Regions from separate parts of the Triticum aestivum genome. Here region 2 is linked to region 1. A link is a contact called in public Hi-C data. All regions are on one chromosome and are shown on one strand. The core of a region is the stretch at or near the end of the contact, and the rest is flanking DNA. Distances in the headings are between cores, read along the strand shown.

Evidence for each region. A called contact is a pair of places that touch in the nucleus more often than the background predicts.
Region 2: a contact with region 1 is called in a Hi-C map of leaf, with 6 times the contacts expected there. The contact joins the promoter of LOC123182160 here to the promoter of LOC123182154 in region 1. A contact is called at or near these places in 2 of 5 Hi-C or Micro-C datasets (both in leaf).

Annotation. Positions count from the first base shown.
Region 1 is chr1D:370,065,098-370,070,853 of IWGSC CS RefSeq v2.1, forward strand. It overlaps LOC123182154 (soluble inorganic pyrophosphatase), which reads left to right and starts at 3,651. Exons shown (of 7, transcript XM_044594627.1): 1 at 3,651-3,947; 2 at 4,071-4,165; 3 at 4,237-4,344; 4 at 4,493-4,558; 5 at 4,673-4,793; 6 at 4,892-4,973; 7 at 5,084-5,582. The coding sequence starts at 3,812. The coding sequence ends at 5,126. It overlaps LOC123182155 (sm-like protein LSM3A), which reads left to right and starts at 679. Exons shown (of 3, transcript XM_044594628.1): 1 at 679-894; 2 at 1,559-1,654; 3 at 2,684-3,058. The coding sequence starts at 778. The coding sequence ends at 2,764.
Region 2 is chr1D:370,534,175-370,539,930 of IWGSC CS RefSeq v2.1, forward strand. LOC123182160 (fructose-1,6-bisphosphatase, cytosolic) reads right to left here and starts at 2,959. Exons shown (of 10, transcript XM_044594631.1): 1 at 2,753-2,959; 2 at 2,579-2,653; 3 at 2,363-2,491; 4 at 2,110-2,223; 5 at 1,933-2,019; 6 at 1,754-1,824; 7 at 1,606-1,671; 8 at 1,388-1,474; 9 at 1,212-1,287; 10 at 751-1,025. The coding sequence starts at 2,959. The coding sequence ends at 912. LOC123182157 reads left to right here. Exons shown (of 4, transcript XM_044594630.1): 3 at 1-58; 4 at 141-377. The coding sequence ends at 227.

The DNA.
Region 1 (5,756 bases), core at 2,401-4,900:
AGCAAAATCGTGCTTCTCACAGAAGGAAAAAAAATAAAAAACGCGTTTTTTTGTTTTTGAGATGTACGGCCGTGCCTCTCGCGAAAGAAAAAAAACAGAAAACACGTTTTTTTTCGTTTTCGAGAGGCACGACCGTGACTCTCGCGAAAGCAAAACCGTGCCTCTCGTGAAAGGGAAAAAACAGAAAACACGTTTTTTTTCGTTTTCAAGAGGCACGGCCTTGACTCTCGCGAAATCAAAACCGTGCCTCTCACGGAAGGAAAAAAATTAAAGAAAACGCGTTTTTTTTGCGCAATTTTTTTTGTTTCAAAAGCTAATGAAGACCGCTGAAAAACCGAAATTTCAAAAAAACCCAGAAAAAACCGTTTAAAAAGCCGGGAACGCGTGTGGAAAAATAAAAATATAAATCCGGAGGGAGCGCCCAGAGCGCGACACGTGGCGAACGGCTTAGAGCGCGCCAAGTGACGCTGATCATTGTGAGGCTCCCGAAGGAGCCCTCGTCAACTAGTTGCTCCCCCGAACAGGAGCTCCCCCCTGGGCGGGGAGCATCGATTTTTCAGTTTGCACAAGGAAGTAATATGGGCTAACATATTAGCTGAGTAGTAGCCCATAGATTACCAATATGGGCCCAGAAGTCCAAAGCCCAAGTAGGTTGTATACTGTACCTGTCCGACCCGGCAAGGGAAAAAAACGGAACGCCGCGGAAGTGAAAGAGCTCGCGATTCAGAAGCTAGGGTTTGGGGAGCGGGCAGCGGAAGCGGGTACCAGCCGGCGGCGATGGCTTCGGAGGAGGATGTGGCGGTGAAGGAGCCGCTGGATCTCATACGGCTCAGCCTCGACGAGCGCATCTACGTCAAGCTCCGCTCCGACCGCGAGCTCCGCGGCAAGCTCCATGTATGTTTTCTCGCCCCTTTTCGTAATTTGTGCTGTCGATCTGGGCTTGGTTGCATCAGGGCTCTTGTTTGTGTGTCCAGTATGTGCTTAGGCTGGCTTATGCTATTTAATAACTGATATTATTGCCTGGAGAAACGAGTTGCTGTGGAGTTGTGGTGTGTAAACTGAGCTTCCGTTTACTTATGGTTGAACTGTAAGGCATCAGAACCCGAATTTATCTGTGCGGGGCCTCATATGATTTGTCCTTTTTTTCCCTTCTATTGAAGACATCATGAATAACTGCTTACTGTAGATAAAGCGTAACATGCTGATTTGAAAGTTTTGAGTAGTGGAATCAGATGTATTGCAATGTAAGTAGTATTTTAATTTTGAGTTCACAGAAATATGTAGTCATCTCGGCATTTCATTGTAAGACTTCAGGTTGCTTAAGGGGTTATAACTTATTGCCCGTTGGGCATTATGATCATTTCACTGATTCGTTACAATTGTATACTTGAAAAAAACCTTTTGTGGGTTGTATGATGCTGCCCCATGGGCCATACGCTGTATTTATGCACTGTTATTCATTTGTACTACAGTTGGGAAATTTGACCCTGGGACATCAGTGTGGCCACTATTTGAGGTTCTCTGTTTCTAAGTTTCCTTTATTCTTCCTTCGATCCAGGCGTATGATCAACATCTCAATATGATACTTGGAGATGTAGAAGAGATAGTGACTTCCATTGAAATTGACGATGAGACTTATGAGGAGATTGTTCGTGTAAGTGCTTTCTTGTTCCTCAAAATTTTGAACTATATGCTGATCTCAGTTTGTTCAAATTCGGACTGCCTACTACTGTTTTTTTCAAATTGAAATCGTTAGTTATTCCAATATGTTTATCTAGTTTGTGCTAAAGATGTGTAGAGCCTCTCTGGAGTGAGAGTTTAGCACGATTACCATGATACTGCTTAACATGAAGCCATGGTTCATACTATCCTCAGTTCCTTACTCACATGTAATTTGGGAGGTGCACTATTACCATGATGCTGCTTAACGATAACCCAGTCTCAGTTGCATAGTAACGTGTAAAATGCTTTGTGTTTATAAATGAGCCGCCTTAACTGCTTGTATTCTGCTGGTAACATTTGTGTTATATTGCATACTAAGCATAGCACCATTTTTTTTGCTTACAGTTATTGTAGGTAGCCAGGGTTTTTGAACTTATTTAGTGAAACATTCTTTGACATATTACTAGATGTACCATGTGGGTCATGTCACTATGGTCTATTGGTCACTTTACAATGTACTCCCCCCGTTTGTGTTTACTCCGCATATAAGATTTGTTTGAAGTCAAACTACACAAAGTTTGACCAAATTTGTATTAAAAAAATTCAACATTTACAATATTGAGTGATATGGTATGAAAATCAATTTCATGATACATCTAATGCTATTGATTTTGTGTTGTGAATGTTGACATTTTTTTGCTATAAAGTTGTTCAAACTTTACGAAGTTTGACTTCAGACAAATTTTATATGCAGACTAAAAAGAAATGGAGGGAGTATACACGATAATTCATCTTATTTTACTACTCGTACATTTTTTGCTGTTAAACCTGGTTACTTGTTTTCTTCATTTTGTTTACTTATACAAATCTGTGTGGTCACAGTTTCCATAGCTTGGGGTAAGTCGATACAACAACACAAAATGCTGTCAGATACTTCTAGCTCTGATTTGCAATAGATTTACAATCTGGCTGCGGATAGGCGATAGTCTTACTGATGTGTTTGCTATTCCATTGATTCCAGACTAGCAAGCGCACCATCCCCTACCTTTTTGTCCGAGGAGATGGCGTGATACTGGTTTCGCCGCCCTTGCGGACCGTCTGATGGCGTGATACTGGTTTCGCCGCCCTTGGAGACCGTCTGAAGTCAGGGCGGAACAACTACCATTCAATGGGCATTGGCAGCAGGGCTATCCGGATGACTTGCATCAGCTTATACATGATTCCTGGAGCATTGCTGGCTCGCGAGACACCGCGTAGCTTGAGTTAATCACCCATGTATCCTGATACAAAGAACAAACAAACACAGAACTCGACTTGTGTTATGTAGATCCATCTGAATCCGGCACCTGTTCGTCCATTAGACCATATCACCACAGTGGAGGGAAGCTTCAGTTAATCATCCTCTCCCAACACCTTTTGACTGGAATCCAGTACAGTACGTACTCCGGGCCACGGACGGGGAGGGGCGAGCGGGGAGTATAAACATTCACTGCGCGTTCACAGTCCACAGTCAGATTTTTTTTTTGAGGAAACAGTCCACAGTCAGTTCACGGCGAGCTGATTTGTGCTTCGATGTGAAATGAAATAAATCTATTCGTCGCGAAACTAACCTGTGGTGGTGGGTGGGTCACTCCGTCCAGCCGGGCGAAACCCCACAAAGTTGACACGATGATCACGGCACGTCGATGAACATGGTGGCGTGTGCCCCCATCACGAGGAAAAATAATTTAAATTTGACCGCAGCATCGTGCCAGTGGCAGCTTTTATGTACTTTATTTAAGGTATGAACGAGGGCGCATAGTGCGTCGTGAGTGACTGGATGCTTTGATCGATCCATGCACGTTGCGCATGTGCAGGGGTTCTGCCCAGCCAGTTGCCGAGTTTGTTTATACTGTTATTATGTTTTTTGTTGACGGTGCACGTGTTGGTGTGATCGGTCTGGATGCGGGGCCGAAGCTTCGCACCGGCACGGCACCGCATACATCCGACGACGACGCGTTCACCGCTCGTCCCCCCGCCCCCTGCCAACTGCTCTTCTCTCCCCTATATATGCACGCCGGGCCGCGGACGTTTCGGCCATCCCGTCCTCGGAGCCGCGCAACGATCCAGCGCACGCAGCAGATTAAGCGGCGACCTCCTTCGATCGAAGATGAGCCAGGACAAGGCCGCCGGCGAGAAGGCGGCGGCGGAGCCCAAGAGGCAGACGCCGCGGCTCAACGAGCGGATCCTCTCCTCCCTCTCCCGGAGGTCCGTCGCCGCCCACCCGTGGCACGACCTCGAGATCGGTGAGCCCCTTTCTCCATTTCGTTTCAGATCCGTCCGTCTGGCCGGAGCTGTTGGTTGGTTGGTTGCTCACGCGGAACGCATGTGCTGATTGATTGATCCCTTGCGCGAATTGCCCGCTGCAGGCCCCGGCGCTCCGGCGGTGTTCAACGTGGTGGTGGAGATCACCAAGGGGAGCAAGGTCAAGTACGAGCTCGACAAGAAGACCGGGATGATCAAGGTCTGAAACTTTTGCCCTGTTAATTTGCATCGGCACGCATGAATGTGTTCTGAGATCATCATCTCTGCCAGGTTGACCGGATCCTGTACTCGTCCGTGGTGTACCCTCACAACTACGGCTTCGTCCCACGCACCCTCTGCGAGGACAACGACCCCATCGATGTCCTCGTCCTCATGCAGGTGAGTGAATCGACCAACACTCCAATCATGCTCCGGTTATGACAAGTGCAAATTAACAATCCTGTCAAGGCATCACCGTCTGCATTACCCACCGTTCTTTTTCTGACAGCCGCGTGTTAATTAATTATTTCATTTCATTTCAAACCAGGAACCCGTCCTCCCCGGCACCTTCCTCCGGGCCAGGGCCATCGGCCTCATGCCTATGATCGATCAGGCACGCTAAACCAATCCCTTCATCTCTGTCCAAGTGTTCAAGTCAACTTTCCAGCCACCATTTTGGCATCAAGCTTATATTTATATCATACTCTCTGCTATTTTTCTTAAACAGGGTGAGAAGGATGACAAGATCATAGCCGTCTGCGCCGACGACCCCGAGTACCACAACCTCAACCATCTCAGCGAGCTCTCTCCTCATCGCCTCCAGGAGATCCGCCGCTTCTTCGAAGATTGTACGCATACCATTGCTTGCCTTATCTCGCATTTCCACAACCCTTTCATGCATCTTCAGGCTTCAAGTGTGTGATTCTTGGCTGATCAAATCTTTCAGACAAGAAGAATGAGAACAAGGAGGTGGCTGTCAACGACTTCCTCCCCGCCGATGATGCTCGTGCTGCCATCCAGCACTCCATGTAAGCTCTCATCATTTTGGGGGATATGATCCTGTAATTAAAGACGGAGAGTCCTCGAGGCTCCAAGGCGTCGATTTATGTTGACAAAAATTGCTTTGATTCTTTTTCAGGGATCTGTACGCGGAATACATTATGCACAGCCTAAGGCAGTAGAGTGTGTACTATTACTATTTTTCCTTTGCCCTTCCTACTATGATGGGAAGCAAAGAAGATCCCCTCGGAACATTTGGGATCTGATGAACAACCAAGCCAGTCTGCATTTCTACATTCTTGCATTGTACTCCCTCTGTAAACTAATATAAGAGTGTTTAGATCACTACTTTAGCTATCTAAACGCTCTTATATTAGTTTACGGAGGGAGTATTAGCCATATTTTCCCATCACTGTGGTACTATGTATCTCAAGTTTGTATTCGAGACCTTGTGGTTTGGCTCGTGTATTATCTTCAGTTCTTACTGAACGGACAATAATATAACAATTTTCACATTGATATCTGAGATACTGTGGTAATGCCATATCTCAAACTTGTATTCTAGACCTTGTGGTTTGGCTCGTGTACCTTGAGTTCTTACTGAAGGAACAATAATATAACAATTTGACACATTGATATCTGAGATACTGCAGTACTACCTACCTTAAATTTGTATTGAAGACCTTGTGGTTTGGCCCGTGTATCATCTTCCGTTCTTACTAACCGAACAATAATATAACAATTTGTCACATTGATATATGAGCTAAGTGTTTTTTCACCCCTTGTCAGATTGATTATTTCCAAACTTCAAA
Region 2 (5,756 bases), core at 1,709-4,208, 470 kb after region 1:
GCGTGGCAGAGACAAGGCAAACGTGGTGGAGATGGACATTGACATCACGAAACAAGAGGTACGTAATAAGGTAGATAGAATTTCAGATTTATGCAGACCAGTTGCTGTGTCCAGATCGTTGAGGTTTCGTTGTCTTGCAGGCTGTTGTGCTGCTGCGGGCCATGCTTACCTCCAAGACACCGCTGACAGACGTGTTCATCGGTAGGCTGGAGGAACATTCAACTTGACGGCCACAGCCTGTTGAGATGAGCCTGGTCGTGCATTCGCTTGATCAGTAAGTCCTGGTGGTAGTTTTTTTGGTTCTGTTTAATATGACCAGGTGGTGGTGCCGTGCTCTCCTGTATATGATCGTTTTGTCCAGTCCCCTTGCGAACTTAGTTGGTGTCTGAATGCATGAGGCTTCTGTTTTGTGGTGGTTTCCTTGCTCTGAATGTAAAACTGTGATGAATTACAAGATCAATGAACTCTTATTATTGATAATGATGAACTACATATATATGTTGGAATTGATCTTGGCTGACAGCCATGAGAGAAAATTAAGGGGGTGTGGTCCGTGATCGGAAGTGCAAAACAAATTTTGGTCAAAACACAATCGTTCACTCGTTAGACACCACCTAAGGGAAGGATTGTTCCCTTGGGGAACCCCTCCCTGGTATGACGTACCGCTCTCTTGGAGTACTCCCTCTGTAAAGAAATATACGATCTTATATTTCTTTACAGAGGAAATACTTGTTAAAATGGCGTGCAATATGTCAAATATATGTATACACGGATATTGTTACATCGAGGCCATGACAATGATCTCAGAATCACCATAACACTACCTAAGGAGTTTTGTCACAACGCGGAACATAACCTTTTCTTTTAGCTACCCGATGCGGAACATGTGTATGTGTCTTCAGGTACTCAGATCAGGCGGTGCTCGACTCCGCAGCGTACAGTGATTTAATCTCCTCCACATCATCGTAGCTCCCGAGGAATATCGGAGACCTCTGGTGTATCTCAGAAGGAACAATTTCAAGGGCCTGCAATGCAAACGCAGCAAGCCATTTTTCAGTTACAGCACGCCAAAGATCAGCAATCACATGAAGTTAAGATGATACTACGATTCTGTAAAATAGCACATGCTCTGAATCAGACGAAGTGGCATAGTATCAAAGTAGAAAGTGCTGCTCTGGTAAAAAGGAATTCGGTGAATTCAGTGGCCTTACCCGATGTTTGCCGGTGAAAGACTGGCCTCCGGCTTGCTCCATCAGGAACGACATGGGGAAAACCTCGTACAGAACACTGAAAATACGACATTTCACCAGCCTCAGGAATGCACATTGGATAAGCGTAATCAGCTGGGGATACCACGAAGGAAGAAGGCTGCTAAGCATCAGCGTACCGAAGCTTCCCGTTGGGGCTCTTCTTGTCGGCGGGGTACAGAAATATGCCTCCGTAGAGCAGGGTGCGATGAACATCAGCAACCATACTAAAATTCAGAAGGAGCAGAACAACATAGCAAAACTATCAAGTTCAGTAAAACAGGAGCAATCAGACTGAATTAGATGTGGAAGGGTTTCAGTTTGCTGTCAGACAAACAGCTGAAAGACTGACACTGACCTTCCAATATATCTCAAGGATTTTGGTGATGAGCCGTCTTGGGGAAACTTGCATCTCTCTACGTACCTGCAATGTTGGCTGGAGAAGTCAGCTTAACTTGTTAAGAGACACTGATGTTTGTGAACTTGAAATGAGATGTACTGCGTACTTCGCTGTAGGCGCGTCCCAGTTTCTGGCATTTCCTTCGTTCACCGAGTAGATCTTCCCTTTGTTTGGTATCTGCACAACCAGGAAGCACATATATGATAAAAAATAGGCTAACCTTTTGTTGCACATCAGTGAATAAATTGTAGAAAGGACTGTGTTGCTGTAAGCTGTATCACAAACCTTTATGTTGGGATGGGTAAGTATGAACTCTCCCAGGGAAGGATCAAGAGTGAAGCCATTTACACCGTTCCCAGTGCTCAACACAAGCTGCGGTAAACCAGAACAACGTTGAATCTAGGATGAAGAGGTGGGGTGAAGTAATGGGAGTGAAAATACATCATCAGGGAACATAATTACCGTGCATGAGCTCCCGTACATGCAGTAGCCAGCGGCGATCATGTGGGTCCCGGGTTGCAGCACGTCCTCCAGAGTCGCGTTGTCCTTGTCTTTGATCATGTAGATTCCAAAGATCTACAGAGCAGAATGAAAACGCCGATCAGATAACAGTAACTAACCGGTCGACATAGTACCTTCGTTTTTTGAACGATGTGCTGAACCAGTCAACAGGTAGCAGCTCTGCTCGGAGTAGCAGAGTAAGAGGAGCGCATACCGTGCCGATGGAGACGCCGCAGTCGATGTTGGAGGAGCCGTCCAACGGGTCGAAGCACACGCAGTACTTTCCGCGGAGGGGCGCGTCCACGAAGATGGCCGCCTCGTTCTCTTCAGACACGAGCACACACTGCACGCAGCACGGCAAAGTCAGATCCTTGGCTCAGGATTGTAGTTTACTTTGCCCATGTGTAGGAGAGTGAGAAGAGTGCATTACGGTGCGGCCGCTGCTGACGAGCGCCTTGACAAAGACCTCGTTGGAGAGCACGTCCAGCTTCTTCTGCTCCTCCCCCTGCCCTCCGGTCAACCGCGCGCGCAGACATTAATAAACAAGCTAGGCGAGAAAGGGACTCGGCTAGAGGACTTGGATCATGTGTGCTGGATCGCTTGCCTGGACGTTGGTCTCGCCGGCGAGGCCGATGAGCTTGGCGAGGCCGGCCTTGTTGACGGCGGAGGCGACGAACTTGCAGCCGAGGACGATGTGGGAGAGGAGGATGGTGAAGTCGCCCCGGGACTCCGGGTGCCGCCCCTGCTCGTTCAGCGCGTGCCGCGTGATCGTCATCAGGTCCGTCCGCTGCGCCTCCGCCGCGTGGTCCATCTCCTCTTCTCGCCTGGCCTCCGCCGAGCAACGGCGCTAGCTCTTCTCGGTCGTCGGGAGCGAGCGACGGATACAAACAGATTGCACCGCCCGCGGATGGTTGTTAGAGATGGGAGGGGGAAATGGGAGGCGGCATCCGGTGCGCGGCCCGGAGATTGATATAGGCCGAAGCCGGTGGGAGGCGTGCCGGATGAGGTGCGGTGGGGGCTTCCACGTCGGTGTAGCGTAGCGTGGATATGCTCGGCACGGCAGCGCGGCCAGACGTGTCCGGGAAAGAAGGGGAGGAGCAACTGGATTACTTACTGGAAGCGCTTGTGCCCATTTGACCAGGACACTACTCCGGTGATACTAATATAATTTCCTCCCGGACGCCGTTCGTACTACTCCTATCCTATGTTCGACTCGACCTGATCCTGTGATCCTCATGTGTTTACACGTACAGTGATAAAGAAGAAGAAGAAAAAGGCCCGAGCATCCCTGTCAAGCACGTTGCATTCGGTTGACTAATGAAGCTTCACAAAGAAGTGGCATTAAAGTAGACAACGAACGGATAGATAGGCTTCGCCTTGGGGCAACAAGAAGCAGCGCTTGAGCTGATGTCATGGGCTGTTTCCTAGGTACTCAGGACCTGTAGCCATCGCCCGTCAGCCTCAACCGTACATGATGCAACAGCTGCTATGGCGTGCTATGTAGGAGTGGCCATCATCAACCATATCATGATCAACTTTCAGCAACAAATGTTTGCAGAAAATCTGAGGCCCTCCGCTTGGTTGCAGGAATTGAATTGGTCTGCAGAACTCAAGTGCCAAATTCCAGTTCATCTCCGGGGTTGAAATTTTGAAATTGCCACGGTTCCAATGTTGCTGTTTGGCCGACTGTTGGAATTGCTTGCTATTCAGGCCTTGGATGTAAAAGCCGAGTCCATGATCCTAGATTCAACGGAACTTCATGTTAAATTAGATGCGGAGATGCGATTAAAAGAGCTCCTGCGAGAAGAAGAATTGAAGTGGGCATTGCGGGCGAAGGTTCGTAAAGTGGTCCAGGGGGACGCCAACACTCAATTCTTTCATATGATCGCCAATGGCAAGCATAGAAATAAAAGGATCTTTCAGCTTGAGGAAGATGAAGGGACGATTGTAGGACAGGAGAACTTAAAATTGTACATCACTGATTATTATAAACAGCTTTTTGGGCCTCCGGAGGATAATTTCGTAACTCTAGATGAGTCGCGGAATGAGGATGTCCCTCAGCTTGTTTCAGATGAGAATGATATTTTATCTGCCCCGTTCTCGGAGAAAGAGGTGTTTGAAGCTATTTCTCAGATGAAGAATAATAAAGCTCCGGGGCCGGATGGATTTCCGGCGGAGTTTTATAAAAGGTGCTGGCATATTATCAAAGGGGATTTGCTTCCGATGTTCCAGGATTTATTCGCTGGACAGCTTCACTTGTTTCATCTGAATTTTGGAACCATCACTTTGCTTCCTAAGAAAACAGAGGCTGTACGAATTGAGCAGTTCAGGCTCATCTGTCTTCTGAATGCAAGTTTCAAAATCTTCACCAAGGTTGGGACAAATAGGCTCACGCAGATTGCACATTCTGTGGTGCAGCCGTCCCGAACTGCTTTCATGCCGGATAGAAACATCCTTGAAGGGGTGGTGGTCCTGCATGAAACGCTCCATGAAATCCATACGAAAAAACTAAATAGGGTAGTTTTCAAAGTAGATTTCAAAAAAGCGTACGACAAAGTCAAATGGCCATTCCTCCAACAAGCGTTGAGGATGAAAGGTTTTGATCAAGCCTGGCGACAACAGGTAGAATCTTTCACGCAAAAAAGAAGTGTTGAAATTAAAGTGAATGATGATATAGGTCGCTATTTTCAAACACATAAGGGCTTGAGACAAGGAGATCCAATGTCACCTATTCTATTCAACATTGTAGTTGACATGTTGACGATTCTAATAGGGAGGGCTAAGGATGCTAGCCAAGTAGGTAGTTTGGTACCTCATCTAGTTGATGGAGGTGTTTCTGTCCTACAGTACGTAGATGATACAATCATCTTTATGGAGCATGACTTGGCAAAGGCGAGAAACATGAAGCTGGTGTTATGCTTATCCTATATACCTAAGAGATTCACCCCACTACTTTATTTATATTAACATGCAAGCTATCCACATCAGCAGCCCCCGAATTACAAGAGGCACCCACCACAGGTTGACATGGGTTCTCTGCCTTCTTTAGCCACGTCACCTCAACTTCTTCTACCAAGTTGTGTCACACACACGTCACCTCAACTTCTTTTACCACATTGTGTCACACACACATGCTGTGCGTTATCACGTTGTGCGGCACGCAGCAAATGTAGGTGGCATACGAAACGAGGGCCTGCCCATATTCCTTTCATCCACTATCTCGCCACTGATCATTAATAGGCCCGTTTACTAGGATAAAGCCAGTTCGTCTCACACAAATCATGAACGAATCATTCCGCCTTCCAACTGGGTGCTACTGCGACGGGGCAGCGGCGGCGGACATGTAGCAGAGCACCGGTATCCATTAACCATAGGAATAGGTGTCAGGCAGGCTGCGGTGAGGATGTAGCAGCAGGCGAGGCGCCACACACCGACGACAACGATTGTAGACTGAACGCTCCAGTTAGGGCGGTGAGGATGTAGCAGCAGGCAAGGCGGTCATGTAATAGGATAGGCAATTAGTTTTCCTATCTATCTTTTGTCAGCCGGTTGTGGCTTTCTTTTTTGTTCCTTAGCTCTTTGTGAGCAGCTTTTGTTCGAGACTTTAA